Regions from separate parts of the Mus musculus genome. Here region 1 is linked to region 2. A link is a contact called in public Hi-C data. All regions are on one chromosome and are shown on one strand. The core of a region is the stretch at or near the end of the contact, and the rest is flanking DNA. Distances in the headings are between cores, read along the strand shown. Region 1 has its middle 12 kb from the start of Gm25875. Region 2 has its middle 83 kb from the start of Gm36819.

What was found. A called contact is a pair of places that touch in the nucleus more often than the background predicts.
Region 1: a contact with region 2 is called in a Hi-C map of CD8 T cells, with 4 times the contacts expected there. The contact joins two enhancer-like sites. A contact is called at or near these places in 5 of 39 promoter capture datasets (the HPC-7 cell line, hippocampal neurons, liver and 2 more), 41 of 484 Hi-C or Micro-C datasets (the AML12 cell line, the C2C12 cell line, CD4 T cells and 23 more) and 3 of 115 datasets of contacts at active chromatin or transcription factors (astrocytes, memory CD8 T cells and regulatory T cells).

Annotation. Positions count from the first base shown.
Region 1 is chr15:60,095,175-60,099,139 of GRCm38.p6, reverse strand. No RefSeq gene overlaps it. Among named protein-coding and RNA genes, the nearest start is that of Gm25875, 12 kb to the right of the region's middle. Within about 2 kb of position 1,764, at least 18 of the 459 cell types and tissues checked have an H3K27ac peak or open chromatin away from gene starts, as enhancers often do. A contact at or near this core is called in CD8 T cells and hippocampal neurons, where this site is marked.
Region 2 is chr15:59,904,925-59,908,504 of GRCm38.p6, reverse strand. No RefSeq gene overlaps it. Among named protein-coding and RNA genes, the nearest start is that of Gm36819, 83 kb to the right of the region's middle. Within about 2 kb of position 1,579, at least 5 of the 459 cell types and tissues checked have an H3K27ac peak or open chromatin away from gene starts, as enhancers often do. A contact at or near this core is called in CD8 T cells and hippocampal neurons, where this site is marked.

The DNA of each region.
Region 1 (3,965 bases), core at 515-3,014, 190 kb before region 2:
GATGTCATCTTCCTGAACAAAATACAAGCAGGCATATATTCAAGGAAGTAGTGTTGCACCGATTCTGTTTAGCCCCAAAGACAATGGCAGGCCAAGGCTGAAAGTAACTCACCCTGATATGGATGACCATTAAAATGTGGAAGGACTGGAAGCTGCTGCTTTGCAAACTCCCTATTTCCATAGCCCAAGTTGAGATTTTCTACATCAGAGTTTTCTGTACAGTAGAAACGCCACGGGTCAGGTTGGAAAAGAAGGAACCTTGGAACACCTCCTTGTGCTTTTTTCTTTTTTACACAAGACCCACATTTTTGTGCATCACCTACATTTTCTTAAGAGCCAACTCTCCTATCCAACCATAGGTTAATTCTTAAAATGTGCCCAGCACTAACTCTTCTGTTCACCAGTCCTCATCCATATGGCATTTAGTTTCATACTCTGTTAGATGACAGAACGGAGCCCTCTGAAAATGAGACTTGTCTGGCTTCTTTAATATACATTTGGGCTAATATCTGGTCCCCTAATTAATCTCCCTATGACTGACAGAAACTGATAACAAGCTCATTTGCCCACAGAATTACATGTTTATCAGGGTTCTCTTCAAAACAAAAGGCATCCACAGAGTTTTAGATTTGCATTTCGGTGGAAGCAGAGGACTGTAGTTTTAAAAGGCATTTATTTTTTATGTACATAAATCCAGTAGCAGAAAAGACCTTGGGCTGAATGAAAAGGGTTTCTTGGAGATGCATACACAGAAATGGTCATCCCCTCATTGCTCAAGAAAGAGGACTGTTCAGGAGAAATGCACAAATATATCCTGGGACGAATAGCTCCACTTCTGAAATGAAATGGATCATTCTCCTTGCCTGAGCCTAATGCTTAATGTGGAAGAGATATTAACCTTGGAACCCATGGACCTCTGAGTATCAGGACTCATTCTGCTTCTTGTTTATACACCATGGATATTTCTTCAGGTAATTGAAGCTAGTTGCTCATCAGCCTGAAAAATTACTGGGTGAGGAAAATGCTCTGTGTTATTGTGTAAAGTTATTATGAACTAAAGCACAACTGATACCACACCCCACCCATATGATAATCAGCTGTACATGTCACACACTGAACTCCAAACACTGACCCATAGAAATTTCTATTGCCTCTTCTTCTTTGGTGCCTACTGTAGAACCTGTTGTATAATAGGAACTTGATACATGTTTGCTGAATTGACTTCCATTGAATTGAATAAGTAACTTGCAAGGTCTAAGGAGGTGACAAAAGAATCTACATTTTACACCATCACCATTGCCTTGCTCACAGCTGACATGAGGAATTATGTGGTAAATGGCAAGCAAATGAATAAACAAATTGAAAGACCTGAAGAGATGATTCTTATCATCGCTCAACACACTTTGGAATCGCCTGGAGTATTTAAAAATAAATCTCTGGGACACTGCCCCACAGAATGATTTAAATGTTTTCCCAGGATATTCTAATAATATACAATAAAGGTTGAGAACCAGTGGCTTTGAATAATAGGAAGGTATCTCCCTGCACTAACCCCGTTTTTTTGTTGTTGTTGTTTCCTCTAACCAAATGGGGTTTAATCTTCCTGTGTAGGACAAATTGTCCTGAAAAGCCTGACATGGAAGAGTGATGTTGCTAGTGCTTTTTAAACACCATCAAGAAGTAGTTTCCTGCACTGTTAGCCCTCCACAGCCATCATCACCCTGGCAGACACCTGACCCTGTTTTCCCCATGTAAGTAAACACCCTAGACAAAATCAATCACCATGCGGGTTCTCGGGCTGCCACCTGGTGGCCACTCTGCAGTGACAGATAGTACAGCTTCCTTCAGACAAGCTCTCAGAATATATGCAAAGCCCAGGCATGTCATTTCTGACGTTTTAGAAAAATGAATAATCTCTGAGGAAGAGAATATTCCAAGTGCTGTAGGAATGAGTGGCAGGCTGATGATTTATCTATCCCCAAAGGACGGAAAATGACAATGGTCAGAAAAAGGCAGGGAACTCAAGGACAAAGTACAGATTCTGCAAGATCCATTCCTAAATCTTCAGCTCCTTGAGAAAAATGATATAAGATGCATCACACCGTCCTCAGTGAAATTCCCATATGGGAAGATAGTAGCTAGAGGAGTTGGTTGTCTTGGTCAATGTAGCATGGCACCACCAGGAAAACTGAGGCAGGAAGATTTCTGTGATTTCAAGTCTAGCCTGGGAAGCATAATGAGTTCAAAGCCAACTTAGGCTACATACTAAAGCTCTGTCTCAAGAAGGAGGAGGGAAAGAGGAGGGAGGAGAGGGAAGAGAAGGAAGGGGGGAGGGAAACTGCATAGCAAGCAAGATGTGGTTGGTGGTGTGCACCAATAGTCCCTGCATTGGAGACACTAAGGTAGGAGAATTGTGAATCCGGCTCTGCACTTAAGGCTCGCAAACAAACCAATAAATAACTGGGAAAGAAGTTCGACGCTTAACTTTTTAAACAGGTATCTTCAGAAAATGAGATTTCATTTTTTCAAGACAGGGATTGCATGTGTGCATACAGGAAACAAAACACACATGGATGTGAGCAGGCGCACACCCTTTCTACACACTTCATAATAAGAGGTAATGAGATGATAGTAACCTTATTTCTTCATGAAGAAAATAGGCTGTGATGCTATGAATGTTTTCCTCAGAGACCGAATTAATATCTTCATTTCCAAGTCTTGGCCAAACTGCTGCGATGAATACTTAAGACTCCGTGGAAAAGGAATCTGGATGCTAAATATGAAGTGTGGGTTGCACACTTCACACCAGCCTGCTTTTTCAGGGTTTTAAATGTGTGGAGAGCTGCAAGAACTGTAACTGTGGCCAGACAGACCCTGGCTCGGGTGCTAACTCCACCACCATGAGCTGTGAAATGTTATAGAATCTCCTCCAACTACTCCCAAAGCTCCTGTTTCCTCATCTCCAAGTGTAAATGATAATCTCACCTCCTCAGGATTTTATGCTGTGAATGGAGGAAATTTACTCAGACAAAGGCAGAAACAGATAAATCTGGAATATTAACCGAGTAAATGGGGTTTTCCCTCACCCACATTATAATATTCCCAAAATCATAACTTAGCAACATGTTAACAGGTGGGGCAAAATTGATTTGATTGTACTCCATTTTGAATGCCATGGGTATTAAGACTGTGGTAGAGACAAATTATTCACAACATCATAAGTATGTGGAAAGAATTCACTGAGGAATGGATAAATGGGGAAGCTTGTTGACTGTCCAGTTCAGTCCTGACAATGGATTAAAACTATGTCACAACACAGGTTTAAAAAGTAAATTATTTTACCAACAGCAGCTCTTAATTATTTTTATATTTTTAATTAAAATCTCATAATCTCCCCCTTTTATTTTCTCCTTCCAGTTCCTCTGATGTACTTATCCTTGCTCCCTCTCAAAATGACAGCCTCTTATTTTATTGCTATTGTTACACACACACACACACACACACACACACACACACACACACACACCTAAATCTGTAAGTGCAAACTGGTCTATTTACTGTATGCAATTTGAGGTCTGACCACTTGGATAACCAATTACAAGGTTCCTCCTTGGAGCATACCTGCATTCGGCTATCAAGGACATATGGAAAGAAGAAGTAAATAAATAAAAATAACCTCTGCCTTCTGATTCCTGTCTTGTTCGTAATGAACTAACTACTATTTAGAAAGTCAAGTCAAACACAATAATGGACATCAGGAGCTCTGATACAGTAGAGATGCTCTCAGCCACTACTGGTGGAAGACATGACTTCAGGATCCAGGATTTCAAAACTACCCAAAGCAATCTCCCATCCAGACACTAGACCAGAAAACAAATGTTCTCTAGGAAATATATAAGCTTCCTGGGGGGGATTTTCTTTAAGTTGTTTGTCTGTTTCTGCCTCTGTGCACTAAGCCTGTTTTA
Region 2 (3,580 bases), core at 330-2,829:
ATAGCTGAGCACACAGCAAGTCTGTGGTGGCCACCAGCGCCACACTTGCCTGTAGAGGCACAGACAGCTGTGAAGGAGTTAACAGCTCTGGTGGAGAGTGTCTGGATGTGGGCCACCTCTTTTAAATACTAAGCCCCTGGTATCCTTGCTAATGCCATTCTCCCTGCTGCAGGTTTTACTCACAGGAGTAATGAATTAATTAGTGAATATGGGTGAGAAGCTCTTTGAAGTTGTAAAAAAAAAAGCCCACAGTACAGATGCTAAGGAAAGGAACCAAACAGACTAAATGAGATAGCCTGTGGGGGACAGTAGCTCTTGGTGATGGAGCCCACAGCTCTCTGAGGGCAAGTGCAGATAAAACAAAGAGAAAGCTCCTTGCAAGGGAGCCCAGCAGGGTCGAGAATCATGTCTTCAGTGTGTCTGCTATGACTTTTCTGTTGGTCTCTTCTGCTACAAGATTGTTGTATCATCTCAATTTCCATCCGGGGGCTCACAACAACCAAGGCCACATGTGGGGAAGATTTCTTACCACATCAATTATGGCAAAAGTGGTCACCAGGTAAAAGAAGAATTGGGAGGAAGAGAGAGAAAGACAGAGATGGAGAGACAGAGACAGACAGACAAACAGACAGACAAAGAGCAAGCAAGCATACCGTACTACCAGGAAGCTAGTCTTGTAATAACAGCATTAATCCAAATAGGAAGGCAGAATTCTGGTGGCTTCTTTAAGTCGTCCCTCTCAACACTGTTGCACTGGGAATTATGGTTCCAACATTTGCACTTGGAGGGGCACATTCAAATTATGGCAACAGTATATGGATACATTGTATGTAGTACACAATGTTAATTTTAAAAATGTGTTTTAAGACAGGCTTTCATCAGGCAACCCTGGCTGGTCTAGAACACATTGCACAGATCAGGCTGGTCCCAAACTCACAGAAATCCATCTGCCTCTTCCTCTTAAGTGCTGGGATCTTTAAAGGCCTCTGCCACCATGCCCAGCTTTAAAAACTTTACTGGCTTATGTAGTTCACATGGTATGTTTGCTAGATAGCACTGCTGGTTCTAAGCCAGGATCGACACCAGAGTGCCTTTCAGAGCAGTCACAGTCACTGTGTCAATCAAATCATCTTCAGAATTATGCAGAGTGGGTGCTGAAACCGTCTTATGGATGAGACCAAAGGAAATTGCTGTTGTTCTTGTTTGGGATCAGTGGTAGGGATGTGGTCTCAGTATATGGCATGGGATAGCCTGGAATTCATGAGGTAGCCCAAGCTAATCTCAGGGACAATCCTCCTATGTCAGCCTCCTAAACACTAGGATTCCAGGCTGAGCTACCACACCCTCCTAAAGAAATTGATATCTATGAGAAAAATGAAATACCGTACAGGCGGTGGCAATATTAAACAGTCATAATGGAGCCGGACGCTTCATCCTGACCCTGTATGTCTAGAGCTTATGTCCTCTCTGCTATATCTCCTTTGTGGTTTTGAAGACATTGGACCACTATGTGACCTACCGCAGAAGGCGAAACTTGTCATGATAGACAGAAGAGAATGAGTTCCTTTGACATAGCCAAGACCCCAGAGGATAGGGACAGCCTCTGAATGCAGAGTGAGGGGCTGGATGATAAACCAGGGACCAGTGTGAAGGGACCTGGGGAGCAGGCCCCCGAGTGGGAAGCACTCCCCGCTGCAATCATGCATTTCACAAGCCTGATGTCTTATGAGATGTCCCATCCTTGTCAGTGTTAGGAATCTGACAAAGTGACAGTGATTGTTGCTATGGGAGACAGTGTGGGTTTGTGACACAAGAAAAATTCTCTTGCTGTTGCAAAAGTGGATCCAGACTGTCCCAATGGATGTCTTCTGGCGATAGAACTCAACTTCCTCAAAGCTCATGTGAGGACTATTGCCCACAACTGAAGGGCTGGTCCTTCCAGCACGAGCTGGAAGGCCAGACAACGAGTTCAAAGAATAGAAATAGCTCATACAAGCAGGGATTAAAGGAACTTGGGAGCATGAAGGTTGGACCTGAGGCGAAAGTATTGGCCTTTGCAGTCGGGTTTTCACTCTGTAGCGCTGAATAGGATGAAACTGAATTCTAGCCAAGCCAAACACTGCGCCTACAAATCCTTCAGCCACTCCAGTCATGGGCAATTTCTGTATCAGTCATGGTCATGATCGATACCCCCAATACCCTAGAACACTATACATACCCCAGCCTCCCCATTGTGGGCTATACTGAGGCCCGTGGAACTGGACCAGCACACACTAATTGTGGAACTTGAAGAGAATTGGTGAAACCTGTGCCTCAGAAGGATGCTGGGAAGGATCTGAGGGCAAAGAAGACTGTGGGACTCACAAAGGATCCCTCAACCAAAATTTCTCTGTGCTATCACCAGAGGCCAACTATAGGGCCAATTGAAATAGCATAAAGGTCTCAACAGCACCACCTTCTGTCAATAAGGAAAACTACAAGCAGCCAAATTTGAAATCAACATAAGATGTGAGGCCTTCAAAGATCACTGACTGGGTCAAGGCCTTGAGGGGAAATGAGGCTTACAAAAGACAAAACAGAGTGTTGAGAACTGGGTGGAGAAGAGACAGGAGCCTGAGATTCCAAGCTTGCCTCTGCAGGTGTTCTATTTAAGGCTAAGACAGCAACTGTGTCCTGATTTTTAGAAAGGAAAGTGAAGGAGGAGAGGAAAGGGGAAGGGGAAAGGGCACTGCAAATTGCTCATCACTACCAGTGACAGAGGCCTTGCCACTGCCACTTCCAAAGGCAAGCATGGAGTTATTCATGTCTCCTGGTGTTTTCAACCATTCCTAAGTAACAACAGTTGGCTGTTGGGACTGTTTAAGGTCAAACAGAATGTCATCTTTCCTTCTTTACGTCCAGGACAGAATTCCACAGTGGCCACCTGCATAAACCTAGGCCTGGCAATTTGCTTAGGGGAAAAAAATGCAGGTCGCCTCCCCTACACAGAAAACCTTAAAAACCCAGAGAATCACATTCCGAAGAGTTCTGCTTTTTTGGTTGTTTTGTTTTTGTTTTGTCTCTCTATTATCTAGCCCTGGCTGTCCTGGAACTTGCTATGTAGACCAGGCTGGCCTCGAACTCACTTAGATCCATCTGTCTCTGCCTGCCAAGTGCTAGGGTTTTAAAAGCATGGTCCACCATACCAGCCCTCCAAGAGGACTACTTTTTAAACAATGGTGGGTGTGGAGGCAAGGGTTGCTCCTGAGTCAGCAGTCTTAGATGACTCAATGACTTGAGGCCACAGGGCATGTGCTCTGATACCTACTGTCACCTAGAACAGCCTCCACACTGAACTCACCCATCACGGTTTTCTGGTTCACTGAAATGTGGTCATTCCTGCATTCTCCCATTCATCCTACCTTGTAACTTGTATGACCTATCCAAACACTGAACAAGGCCATCCAGTTAACCCCAGCTGATCGTCAGCCAGGTCTCTCTGGCAGGCTAGATTTAATGGTGTTACAACCTTCCTGTATCTGTTAGGAAGGCAGTCACTCCATGTGTCGTAAAGCCTGAAGTACCTTCCTATCTCAGCAAG